Linked DNA regions of Columba livia: region 2 is linked to region 1. A link is a contact called in public Hi-C data. All regions are on one chromosome and are shown on one strand. The core of a region is the stretch at or near the end of the contact, and the rest is flanking DNA. Distances in the headings are between cores, read along the strand shown. Region 1 holds the start of COG2 (component of oligomeric golgi complex 2). Region 2 overlaps URB2 (URB2 ribosome biogenesis homolog).

What was found. A called contact is a pair of places that touch in the nucleus more often than the background predicts.
Region 2: a Hi-C map of crop shows a contact between it and region 1, with 5 times the contacts expected there. The contact joins the enhancer-like site here to the promoter of COG2 in region 1. A contact is called at or near these places in 2 of 2 Hi-C or Micro-C datasets (crop and liver).

What each region holds. Positions count from the first base shown.
Region 1 is chr3:76,467,886-76,473,861 of bColLiv1.pat.W.v2, forward strand. It overlaps COG2 (component of oligomeric golgi complex 2), which reads right to left and starts at 1,428. Exons shown (of 18, transcript XM_005508630.3): 1 at 1,243-1,428; 2 at 291-452. The coding sequence starts at 1,314.
Region 2 is chr3:76,797,924-76,803,758 of bColLiv1.pat.W.v2, forward strand. URB2 (URB2 ribosome biogenesis homolog) reads right to left here. Exons shown (of 9, transcript XM_005508634.3): 9 at 1,622-2,355. The coding sequence ends at 2,158. Among named protein-coding and RNA genes, the nearest start is that of URB2, 18 kb to the right of the region's middle. Within about 2 kb of position 1,893, at least 1 of the 3 cell types and tissues checked has an H3K27ac peak away from gene starts, as active enhancers do.

The DNA.
Region 1 (5,976 bases), core at 178-2,677:
GTCAGTTTGAAAAACAAGCTGACCTTGAGTCTAACTTTCTAATGAATTAGTTTTTCCAAGACAAAAAGCATACATCTAAAACACTTTCTACAGGCCAACAGCAATTCTGTGCAGTAGCTAAGTTCTACAGGAATGGTCTTTCAGCTTCTCTCAGTGCAAGGGATCACAGTTTAAGATGTCTTAAATATAATAATGCTAAAAGAAAAGCCATATACCTTTCATATGAAAAATAAAATACCCACTGAACCACATTAAGTCTGAAGTACACAGTACAATTTAGTAACACTTACTAGATTTGTTGAAAGATTAACAAAATCTGCATAGTCCTTATTTATGAGTTCTACCATGGCAGTTTTAAGGAGCTTGTAATAGAGCTCCAGATCCTCTCTGAGCTCTTCCAACTGCACACGTTTCCTGCAGTCTGATACAAAGTGATCGACATCAAAATCCGGCTGAAAATGAAACAGGAAAGAGAGAAGGCTGTAAGTCAAAAGTTCAAGCCAGAAATATGTCCCACCCCCAAAACAAAGTATTCCGTATGCCAGGGAGCCCACCAAACTGAAGCGCTAGGGGGCAAAAAGGCTACTTAACGGAGTAGTTTCCAGTGTTCCTAAGTCTTGGTTTTTAACATAAATCCACAGCACACAAGGTTGTGGGTCAGAGTACCAAAACCACTCTCTCCGAAATACGAGAGGTTATGTTACCTGCATACACTTTAAAAAGCATACAAACAAACCAATCAACCGACAACAAAACGATACCAAAACGAACAACCAAAGAGAAACCAAAATACAGTGTTAAGAACTGCTTTAAGCTCTCCAAGCAATGAGGCCCGAATGCTGGTTTTCAGTCTATCTGCAGCCTGGCTTCCAAGCCACGCACAGCAGGGTTCGGAGGCAGTCCGACCGGGGCCTGCCCTCGGCGCTCACAGCGGCATCCGGCCCGGGACAGGGAACTCAGGTCAGCCGGTTGCAAACTCGCCGGCCCGCTCCCCGGGCAGGCCTGGGCCCGGCCGCACTCAGGCTCCAGCCCCGCTGGGACACAGCCGCGGAGGTGGAAGCAGTCCAGTTCTGCTCAACGCCCGAGTCGTCCCTTCAGTGACACACACAGGGGCGCTCTGCCCGGGGAAGAAGCCGTGGCGGGGGGCAAAGATCCCGACCAAGGCTTCGGGCCCCTCTCACCGCCCGAGGAATCCTCTCCCCCACACCCCGGAGGGCCCCGGGGCACACCGCGCACACCCACCTTCATGAACTCGTCCTTGTCAAAGCAGAGGTTCTCGGGGCCCCGCGGCAGGTTCATCTTCTTCGCCTCCATGACCAGCCCAGCCCAGCCCGGCCCGGCCCGGCCCGGCCCGCCAGGCCCGACGCGGCGGCAGGACCCGCCGCTGCCACAGCAACACCGCCCCCGCCAGCACGGCACCACAGAGGCAGCCCGGAACCTGCGCCAAGAGAGGCGCAGAGTTCGCTCACCGCCGCGACAGCGCCCCCTGGAGGGCTCCGAGCGCCCCTTACAGGCGGCAATAGGCGAGGGGGACGGCGGGAATCTCAAAATGGCACGGGGGGCGGCAAGGGAGGGGTGGATGTGTGTGCGCCGAGCACGGGCCTTTAAAGCTGTCCTGCCCAGCCTCCTCGGAGGAATTTCTCTGGTTCGTGTCGCTTTGTGAAGTCAGGGGCTGGGCTGCTGAAGTGCCTGATGCCACATGGCAGCCCTCAGTGCATCAAACTGTCCTGATCAGATGAAGCTGCAGGAACTGGCATCAGGGCCCATGGCACAAGCTGTGGAAACCCGGGGCTGCAGGGGTGGGAAGGCGACGGTATCGTGCAGGCCCCCAACCCTGAGCCGGTGGCCAAGGTCCATGTCCCCTTGAGGTTTGGGTACTGCCCCTCAGCCTCTCTGGGCAAGTTGTGCCAGGGTCTGACCACTCTTGACAGCAAAAAAAGCTTTTCCTTATATTTAAATTTATCGTAGTTTGTGCCCATGTGGTCCCAAGTAACAGGAAACAAGTCAGAGTGTGATTTATCGCCTCCATCCTTCTGCTTTTCACCAGGGTCTTCTGTGAGGGTCTTCTTTCCTTCAAAAATCTACTGCTCACAGTCACTCATGTAGGAAACTATTACCTTGCCAATATAATAGGCCCAGGCAGGATCTCTCAGCAAAGTGTATTTTATTGATGATTTTGCAAGACCAGGTGTTCTACCTAAGGGCAGACACATGGAGTAGGGCAAAAAGCCCCTGCTTTATATCCCCCCAAAATCCCAGCCACAAATTCCCTTCCCTCTTCCCCACTGGCTGGGTACTTCAGGGTTTACAGACTACCCGACGCCTGCCTCAGTTCACCTATCTCATTCATCTAATTCTAACAACCTTCTCCCCTTATTGATTTATTTAAAATATGGATTCCTGGCTCTTTGGTTAGCCTTCCCCCTAGCTTAATTTTTTAAATGCAGTAATCAGTTTGCATTCCGGGATTAGTTTGAAGAGACTTTGCTTTACATTAAGGATTCATAGTCTGATGTCTCTCAGTCCTTCCCCCCCTGCTGAGGCCAGGTGACAGGTCCCCAGTTTTGTAAAAACAACATTCCTCCTTCAATGGCTCCTTACAACTTATGCCTTAGTGAAAAAAAATTCAGCTCTAAAAACCTCCCTGCTATCACTTGCATTTCTGTTTGCCACCTTAGGATGGAAGACGGCAATGGGTCTCATTCCTCACATGTACATTTTACGGCTTTAATTTTGCCCTGATGAGCTCAGGTGAGGAGCGAGCCCAGCGCCTCACCAAACAGGTGTGAGGATGCATCGTCTGGAGCTCTGCTGGTTGCTCTGTGGCCAGGGCTGGAGAAGAGTCCCTGGGCTTGATGGATGTGTTTGGGTAGTGCTGCAGCAGCATGCTGGGCTGGAGACCCCCAGAGGTCCTGGGCAGGCAGTGTTTTGGCAGGACTGACCTGTATGTCCCCACCTAACTCTGGCAGTACCGAGAGCCCGGCTGGCCCATGACCAGCAGTGATTCATGCCAGTGATCCACGGCTAGTATGTGAGTTTGTTAGAACTTGCCTGAGTTATTAGAAGTACAAAGAGCCAAGCAGTTCAGTGCTGATCTTGGTGGGCATGTGCAGCTGCTGGCCGGCTCCTTGCATGCTAATTGCCTCTGCTTTCTTTCACCCTCTCCCTTTGGAAAGCTCTTCAAGACTGACATATTTCATGGTGTCCAGCCCTCTCAGAGATCTCAAGTGTTAGCAGGCATGGTTTATAGTTGCCACGTGTTCTCAGCTAGAGAGCAGAAAAGATACACCCACCACATAAAACCACACTGGCACTATTTTGCAATAGCTATCACTATATGACTGTATGTATCAGATCAAAAAGGTTTTCTTATGTTATGATATTTAAAATGTCTATGTTCTGGTACAGGAACAAAGCCATATTACTGCTCAGCTATCTTTTTACTTTAACGAGCTGGATGCTTGAAATAAAAATTCTAACTAGTTTCTGATGTTAACTCCATAATAAAGTAATTATACCTAAAGTCTTAAGTATTAGCTAAGACTTATGTTGTTCTAAAACGACCTACAGTTGCCATTTATGTGTTTTTTTACAAAGTTCTAATTATGAAGTTCCTTGAGAAAATAAAAAGCATGCTTCCACTTGAACTTGTTCATTGATGAGCCTTTACACTCTTCGTATTTATTGATGTCATTGTCAATTAAGTATGAAGTTTGTGAGATTTAATAATTTGCAAATGGAAACTGCGACATCTCAATTACAGGAAGTTAGCAGTAAAACTAGAGCTGGGGCTCATGGGATATTTCCACATGCTGTCCCTGAACAGCCAAGTTCACCTGGGGCAGTGGTGCACAAAATAAAGTTTCTCCGAAACAGAAGATGCTAGCAAAGCAATGAGGGAATTAGGCATTCCAAAGAGTTGTATGCAGCTCTCTTTATTTCCAATATTTTTGTATTAGGATTACTTAGTCCATTTTTACTACAAGCCCCTTCATCCCTTTGCTTTCCTGACTCTCGTCACTGACATTCCAAGATTTCCAGGCTTATAAAATACAGTTTTAAACTCTTTTTCCTGTCATCCTTTCCCAAGCATGAAGACATGACATTTAATAATTTCTTGTGAAAACTAATCACTATTTTATCTGCAGTTTTTGGATAACATACTGTTAATAGACCCATTAGATGAATGAAGAGAGAACACCTGAAAGTTTGTCTCAGTATTATTGTTATTATATGAATAGGGATGATGCAGGTGCTAGGGAGCAGAAGAACTACTTTTAGCTTTTTTGTGGGTGCTGAATTTTAAAGACTCCAGCATCCTTTCTTATTCTCAAATAAAGAACATTTCAAGTGATGCGTAATGATGTGACAAATTATGTTCCATATAATTGCATCATCATTTTCCTGAAAGCTGCCAGTGACTAATCTACTATCTTGGAAATACTTTCATTGCAGTATATATCCGTTAAATTGGAAAGAAAAGCAGCTAGGTTTACCTCCCACCACATTCTTAAGATTTCTCTCTGATTTTATTATTTTTAAAAGCTTTGCATGCAATGTATGCTAAAGGAGAAAAGCATGGCAGTGTGCAGCAGGCAGGGACAGAGATACTACAATTAATTTGTGGTAGACACCCCAGGTACCATGAACCTTCAAGAAATGTAGTTGGTATTATACAAATTAACATGCCAGTGCTGATTCATTATTTTTAATATCTTACCTTCCTAAAATGGCATCTCCATCCATGTATCACTTGGCTGTCTGGCAAAATTGCGGAAGGAAAGTTCTGTTAGCTGTTTTCAGTGGATGTTTAAAACAATGAACATCAGTTAATAAATAGAAGTTAAAGACAGAAAAGGGTATTTTCCTAATATTGACATCTTACTGAGTGTCTTTATTTTGTTTTATTTTGGGAATGGATTTGCTTACATGAGTAAAGGTAGAAGAGTTTATGTACCTGGTTGCAGTCCTGAGCATGGAAGTCAGTGAGTGAGTGCTACTGATTTCTCTGATAACTGTCAGTCACTGCAACACACGCTGTACTCCAAAGATGTAAATAATCCTACTGCAGTGTTGTAGATGAATGCATCTGTCACATGCAGCCAGTGAGGCTGCAGTCATGCTTTAAAAAGCTGTGGTCCTAAATGAAAAAGATAAAGAAGTAGTTTGCAAAGTAGTCGAGTGGTGGGTCTTGGAAACCAACTATAAAATGCAGTAATGACATTGTTTTGTGGTTATGATTTTTTATATATGATATAAACAAACATACATCTTGACATAAGAAAAATTTTCCAGTAAGAACAATAATTGATTGGAACAACCTCCCCAGGGACGTGATGTAGTCCTCATTGCTGGAGATTTTCAAGGTGCAGTTGGAAAGGGTGCTAGATAATCTCATCTAGGCTCGCTTTCCTGCGAAAGGTTGGACCCGATGATTTTAGAGGACTCTTCCAACCTGGGTTGTCCTATCATTTTTTAATTCTGTGATCCATGCTATAAGATCTATAGTGAATGTATGTAAAAGGTAGAACTGCAGTATGAAAATGGACCAACCTAAAACATGTTTTGAACATATATCATGTTAAAATTTTGCAGAATCATCCCCTTTCACTGATGTGTTAAGTACAGACTAATATTTTACATCAAAGATGAGTTGAGTACAGAGAGATGAGGAGGGAAGGAGGCAGGAGGGGAGGCAGGGAAGAGGGAAACTTCAGCTCTCTCATGCTGGAGTCACCGTGCCCAAACAAAAGGTAGCATAAAGGATCTTCTTGACTTGCAGCATACTACCTCAGTGCCCAAAATAATAACTAAAAAAGTCTGTGGGTTTCCACCTTCTCTTCCTCCTGACGTCTTCATAGTGACAGTGAGGAAAGTTCTCAAAAATTATTTTTAGTTAATTTGACAGTTTCTTCTGGGTTGTTGACTTCTCAGCTGGCTAGCTGGAGTTTGATGATATCCCAGGCAGCCCAAAAG
Region 2 (5,835 bases), core at 643-3,142, 330 kb after region 1:
GCTCCAAACCTAGCTCTCCTTTTTTCACTGTTCTTTCCAGATGCTCTCCCAACACTCATAACCTTCCCTCATTTCACTAGTGTATTAACTGGGAGGAAGAGAGGCAGGTGCTGATCTCTTCTCTTTAGTGACCAATGACAGAAGCCAAGGGAATGGCAGGAAGGTATGCCAAGGAGGTTTAGGTTGGACATTAGGAAAAGGTTCTTCCCCCAGAGGGTGGTGGAGCACTGGAACAGGCCCAAGTCTGGCAGTGTTCAAGAAGACCGGACAATGCCCTCAGACACATAGTGTGAGCTGTGGGGTTGTCATATGCAGGGATAGGAGTCGGACTCGATGATCATTGTGGGTCCATTCCAGCTCAGGACGTTCTGTGATTCTATGGTTCTGTCTTCAGCCTGGAGACCTCCCCACCTTGGTGCCCATTTGGCTGCACCCAGCTCATACACATTTCCCTTCTGGGACCAACCAGGCACTTCAGTGCCACACAGCCTGCTGGGGCAGCAGTAATTGCCCTTCACAACACTGGCCCACATCAGCTTTTCACCTTTGAAATAAAATACAGAAATGGTAGTGGTGTACAGCATCCACCTTAGATGAAGTTAGCTTGCTTCGTTAGCAGCCCATATGATGCTGTGCTTTGCATTTATGGCTAGAACAGTGTTGATAACATACCACTGCTGTGGCTGCTTCAGAACAGGGCTTGCTCAGTATTAAAGCTTTCTCTCCATGCTTCTTGTTCAGGACATGAGGAAGATCATCTCCAATCCAAAGGATGAAGTTTAGCCAGCACAGGAGGCTCCATAAGGCAAAGATGAAGTGCCTTGTCAGGATCACAGCCAGTGGGGCAGTGCAGGAGGAGGAGGAAGGGCTTCATGTCAGACAGCAGCTGCCCTGCCCTGCCCTGCCTGCCCTGTGGTCCAGCTCCACCTGCCTTGGCTCCCCCACAACCCCGCTCACCTCCTGTGTCTGTGCCACGTGTGGTCTCCCACCACAGCCAAACTTCATCCTTTGGACCTTGCTCTGAGGCAGAAGGGCCTAGTAAAAGCAGTAAGCCATATTCCAGTCTTCCTCTGCCCTGTCTGTAGATTAAAGCAGATAATCATGCGAGAGTATTGAGTTCTTACTAACTGCATGCACATGCGAAGACTGTTTTACCACTTAAGTAAAAGTTTGGATCTTTAGCCTCTAACATTTCAACAAAATAAACTTCTGTAGTCTAAGCTAATGAAAGGCAGCTATTTCATAAAGCTTCTTACACGCTCAAATGTGATTAATTTACCACAGCTTATTAAATTACTGTCAGCTGAGCTGCAGTAAATCCGGGGCTTGCTCTTGACCTAGAGTGAATGCAAAGCACCAAAGCTTGGCTTAGACCAAAGAGGCCTCAGATAGGTCTTGGTACTTAGCATTTGTCACAAGATAAAAACGTACACCAAGAGTGAGCGCAGCTCAGATGACCACGTGTAATTGCTTAATGACAGTAAATCGACCAGAGCTCTAAGCAGTCAGTCTTTTTGATTATCATGAGATCACAGGGTAATTAAGTTGGAAAGGAAATTCAATAGGTCAGACCAGGTTGCCCAGGGCTGGATTAAAGAGCAAAACTAACCAAGCAAAGATATACAAACTTTCAAATTTTTTACTGTATTTCCACAGTTTTGCACAGTAGCCTACACACAGCGGTGTAACATTCACGAGTTTCTACAGTAACAAAACATAAAATAACAGGGCATAAAAATAAGCACTTTAACTGCTTTAATTCTGCTTACCATGTAAGCGAGGAGTTCTAACCCTCACTGGCTTTTACACCAGACTATTGCTTCCACAGAAAAGCACTGTGATGTGCCAAAGCCTGACATCTGCTGCCAGACTGCAGCTTGCTCCCCAGGGCTCCCAGAGCACTCACCAGGGCCAGCACAGGTGCAGCAGTTCTGCTGTGTGTGGCACGCAGCAGGACCAGAGCTAATAGCACACCCTCCCTCCCCGCTCCCCTTTTCCCTTTACGAAGCCTGGCTGTACAGAGACAGATGCAATTCATGTTTACAGGACCCTCTTCAGATTTGACCTTACTCGTTGTCCCAAACCAAAGTTACTGAGGATTTTCTGAGCACTGTATGATCAATTAATAACTGAGTATGCAGCACCAGGCAGGATTCATCATGCAGTATACTTTTCCTCCCCCTGTTTTTTTGCTTTGTGGTAGTGGTTGTAATCACTATACAGATCCTTAAAGACCTCCCTTACACCTGCTGGTAGTGATGCATTTAAGAACTTGATGTCTCGTTCAATGCAAAGGTCAAGGATGTGATATATCCCTTCTGTGAGATGTTTCTTCACAGCCGGGTGCAAAGTCACCTACGAGAAGAACAGAATTGCATGAAACTTGAAGACAAAAAGGCAAAAAACCACCCCTTCCACAGTCAATATACATTAAATGCTGACAACATGTTATCCATTGCATCAGACCATCTGGAACAGTCCATTAGATAAAATCTGAGATTTTGACTTGTGCAGTATTTTCCTGATTTCTGCAAACATGTTTTGCAGAACAAGCATTCCCCTGGCAATGAAATGCACAGGAGTGCTACTGTACACATTGCTGAGGAGGCAAAGACACTGATGATCTTGAAATCACATGAAAATTCATCAGCAGAACAACTGTAATTAAAAAACTATAAAATTTATTTTTTATAACCTGCTCTGGATTACACATTCCAGTAGATTCTGTATGTGTCATACTAGCTGTATGCTACTAAGTCTCAGTTTCAAATGAGTGCTTCCTTTAGGCTACTCCATAAGCTACTTTGGGTAGTCAATCCATTTTAACTTATCATTTAATAACTTGATATTAATCTAACAGTTTATATCTGAGGACTTCAATGTATAAGCCTGCATAAAATAAGCCTTCAAAGAACTCAGGAGATGTGCGTTTCCTTTATCTGTTTTAACATCAGAAATCAGGTCCCTTGCCTGAAGACAGGCAGGAAGTTGAAGGAATACACCAAGTGACTGAGGACTCAGTGCCCTGCTCCTGCCATTACCCCTGCTCAACCCCTCAACTGGCAGAACAACCGCTACAACCAGGAACATCAGTGCTGACTCTATTGCTCCAGGATAACTGGAATTTGTCCTGTGCTCACAATCACTTGCTAAATACTTCACTGCCTGAGGTGGTGCTGGCCTTTGGCATAATCACATTATTTTTCTGCACAACCATGTCTTTGCTGAATCCCATGATTAGCTTTATGCCTCCAGACCTGAGCATCTGCACCCCAGGCCTAATGAAAATTACATTAAAAGCTGTCATTAAAATTCAGACTTCTTTCTTCCTGAGGCAACTAATAAACTTTTCACTAATGAAGTGAACTCCTAATCACTCTGACAGGCTCCTGCTCTCCTTCTGCCCCAAACATAAAACAGCTAGTATGTTTTATTAGACCTGCTAACATAGCCAGGAAAAACATAGAGCAGGCATTAAGACACGTAAGCCTTTCTTTAGGTTCGTGACCCCAATGAGTTTGCACGTCCAGAAGTTTGACATTTTTCCCCTCTACATCAGTTGCTCTATTGGCTGGTTTACAACAGATGTTATTTCTCCCCAGGCCATGCACTAAAGTAACAAAACAGTTGAGCATCACAACTCCCCGTGAATGCTTTGGGCCAGCCTCTCCCTTCCCAGGGCAGAGAAATCACTGCAGAGAATGAGCACAGGAAAACACACAAATATTGACAAGATGGACCAGCTGTCTCACTTGGGATAAGGAGATACCGCAGAGCTGCAGTTAATGGAACTGCACCCCTCACATCACAAATTAATCTGGACTCATGCCCTATCTGGGCCATTCCTGCTTTGTAGTGCAGTTACCCATAAACACCCTCCAATAACACTGTGGGAAGCAGAACCAAAGATTTAAACAGCTGCCACTACCGGCTGCCAGTTAATTATGCTTGTAAGTGTTTTATGGTGTACATAGTTAGCACAACCAATTTGTCAAGCGTTACAGAGCTCTTGATGTGAGACATCAAATGTGTGAAGAGATATTTCACTATTGCTGAGTTAAGCAACAGCTCATAGGCAACAAGGGAAAAGCACTGTCAACAGTATGAAAGAGGCTATAGATGCCACCCACTCCAGCAAGGAACCGTTCTAGATTAACACAAAATATTTCACAAGGATATCTTATTTCCTGGTATAAAGAGGAAGCACTGAGGGAACTGTTACACTGCTACTTTACGAGTAAGTGGACGTTTAGGCCCATGGCTTTCACCAGTTTTAGTCTGCAGACACTTAAAAGGGTTCCAGCAAGTGTGCAGATGCCCCTATAAAGATTTAAATCTACCAACATGTTTTCCACAGTTACCTTTGATGGAGCCCCATGGTCTTCAGATCACAGGCTGAAAGCCACTGATCTGGACTCAGAAGAATGACTAAAGGAGTGTATGTGAAAGATGTGTGATTCCCTAAGACAGGCGTGCTGAGGCCTCCCCTTCCTCCCTTATCCATCAATTCTCACCAGCCTAATGAGCAAATCATCGCTCACTTGTGCTCTATCTATTCTGTCAGACAGAAAACACCCTTTGTCACAGCACCTGGTGGCTCACTACACCCATTCCCCTTTCCACACCCAAAGGTTCCATGCATACACTGCTGATCTGTGGTTTCAGCTGTCATCCATCACCTTCCATTTCCCAGTGATCAGTATTGCACAAAACTCTCCTAGAAGTCTCATGAGACTTTGTACACTGCTGACACTAAGTGTCTTTTTAACTTGGAAAGGTTATTTGACAGTTCAAGTCAGGTTTTCTGAGTAAAGGCTCTGCATTCAGTAACAAACAGATTTCAGAGTTCAGAGATAGTCAATTAGAGCACAAGTAATCTTAATAGTTATTTGTTTCTAGTATTTCCTGAAGTACTATGTTTATTATGTAAACAATAACCAACTTACCAGGAACATTAAATAAAGTAGCTAAAAATTGACATATCCTATTGTTTTGCTCCTAAGCCTTGGAAAAAAGCTGGGCAATAGAGAAGGCAGCTGAGTTTAAGCTACCTAGCAACCTTCATGGTTAGTTACATTTGCTATACCATAATCCTTCAGCAACACAGCACCAGTTGGGATATTTTTGTGGGAAGAGAGCCTAAAATCAAATACTAAAACTCCTTTTTGCATTTCAGCCCATGCCCAGACCAGAGCCACAAAAAAACAATTTGCAGGCACTTGCAACACAAGCAGCATTCAAACCCTGGTGAAATCTAAATTTATTAGGCTGACAAGAATGACAATTTGAACTTAGATCTGGATGTGAGAAGCTACTGACCTGGTTCTGACATTCGTAATAGTAGGAGTAGTTCTTTTCAGCAAGGATGGGAATGATATCTTTGGTACAGAAGGAGAACTACTGAGAAGCTTGGTAACATTTTCTCCATTCGCTTACTCATTTAGACCAGATGAAAAGACATTTTCCAGGAGAATTTTTCTCCATCACTTTGCCAGACGGGCCCTAACTGCCATCAATCCTGGACAACTGAGACTAGCTAGAAGAATCTAACTACCACATGAAGAAGAAACACCACCCAATAAAGCAAAGCAGCTCTGTAAATAGGCATTGCATTGTTTTCCCTTAAAAAACAACACAGCCCACAACTTCAGAAAGTTTTCATGAGCTAGGTAAGAAAAATCCTCAGGAACTCTCGCTCAAAATAACAGAAAGTCTGGATCAAACCTGTAACCCATGAGGCACAGCAATTTTATAACTTCAAAGATTTTAAAAAACTTAATAGAGCTGCCTCTGGAACAGGAGCTCCAAAGCCAGTACAATACCACGGCATTTTGA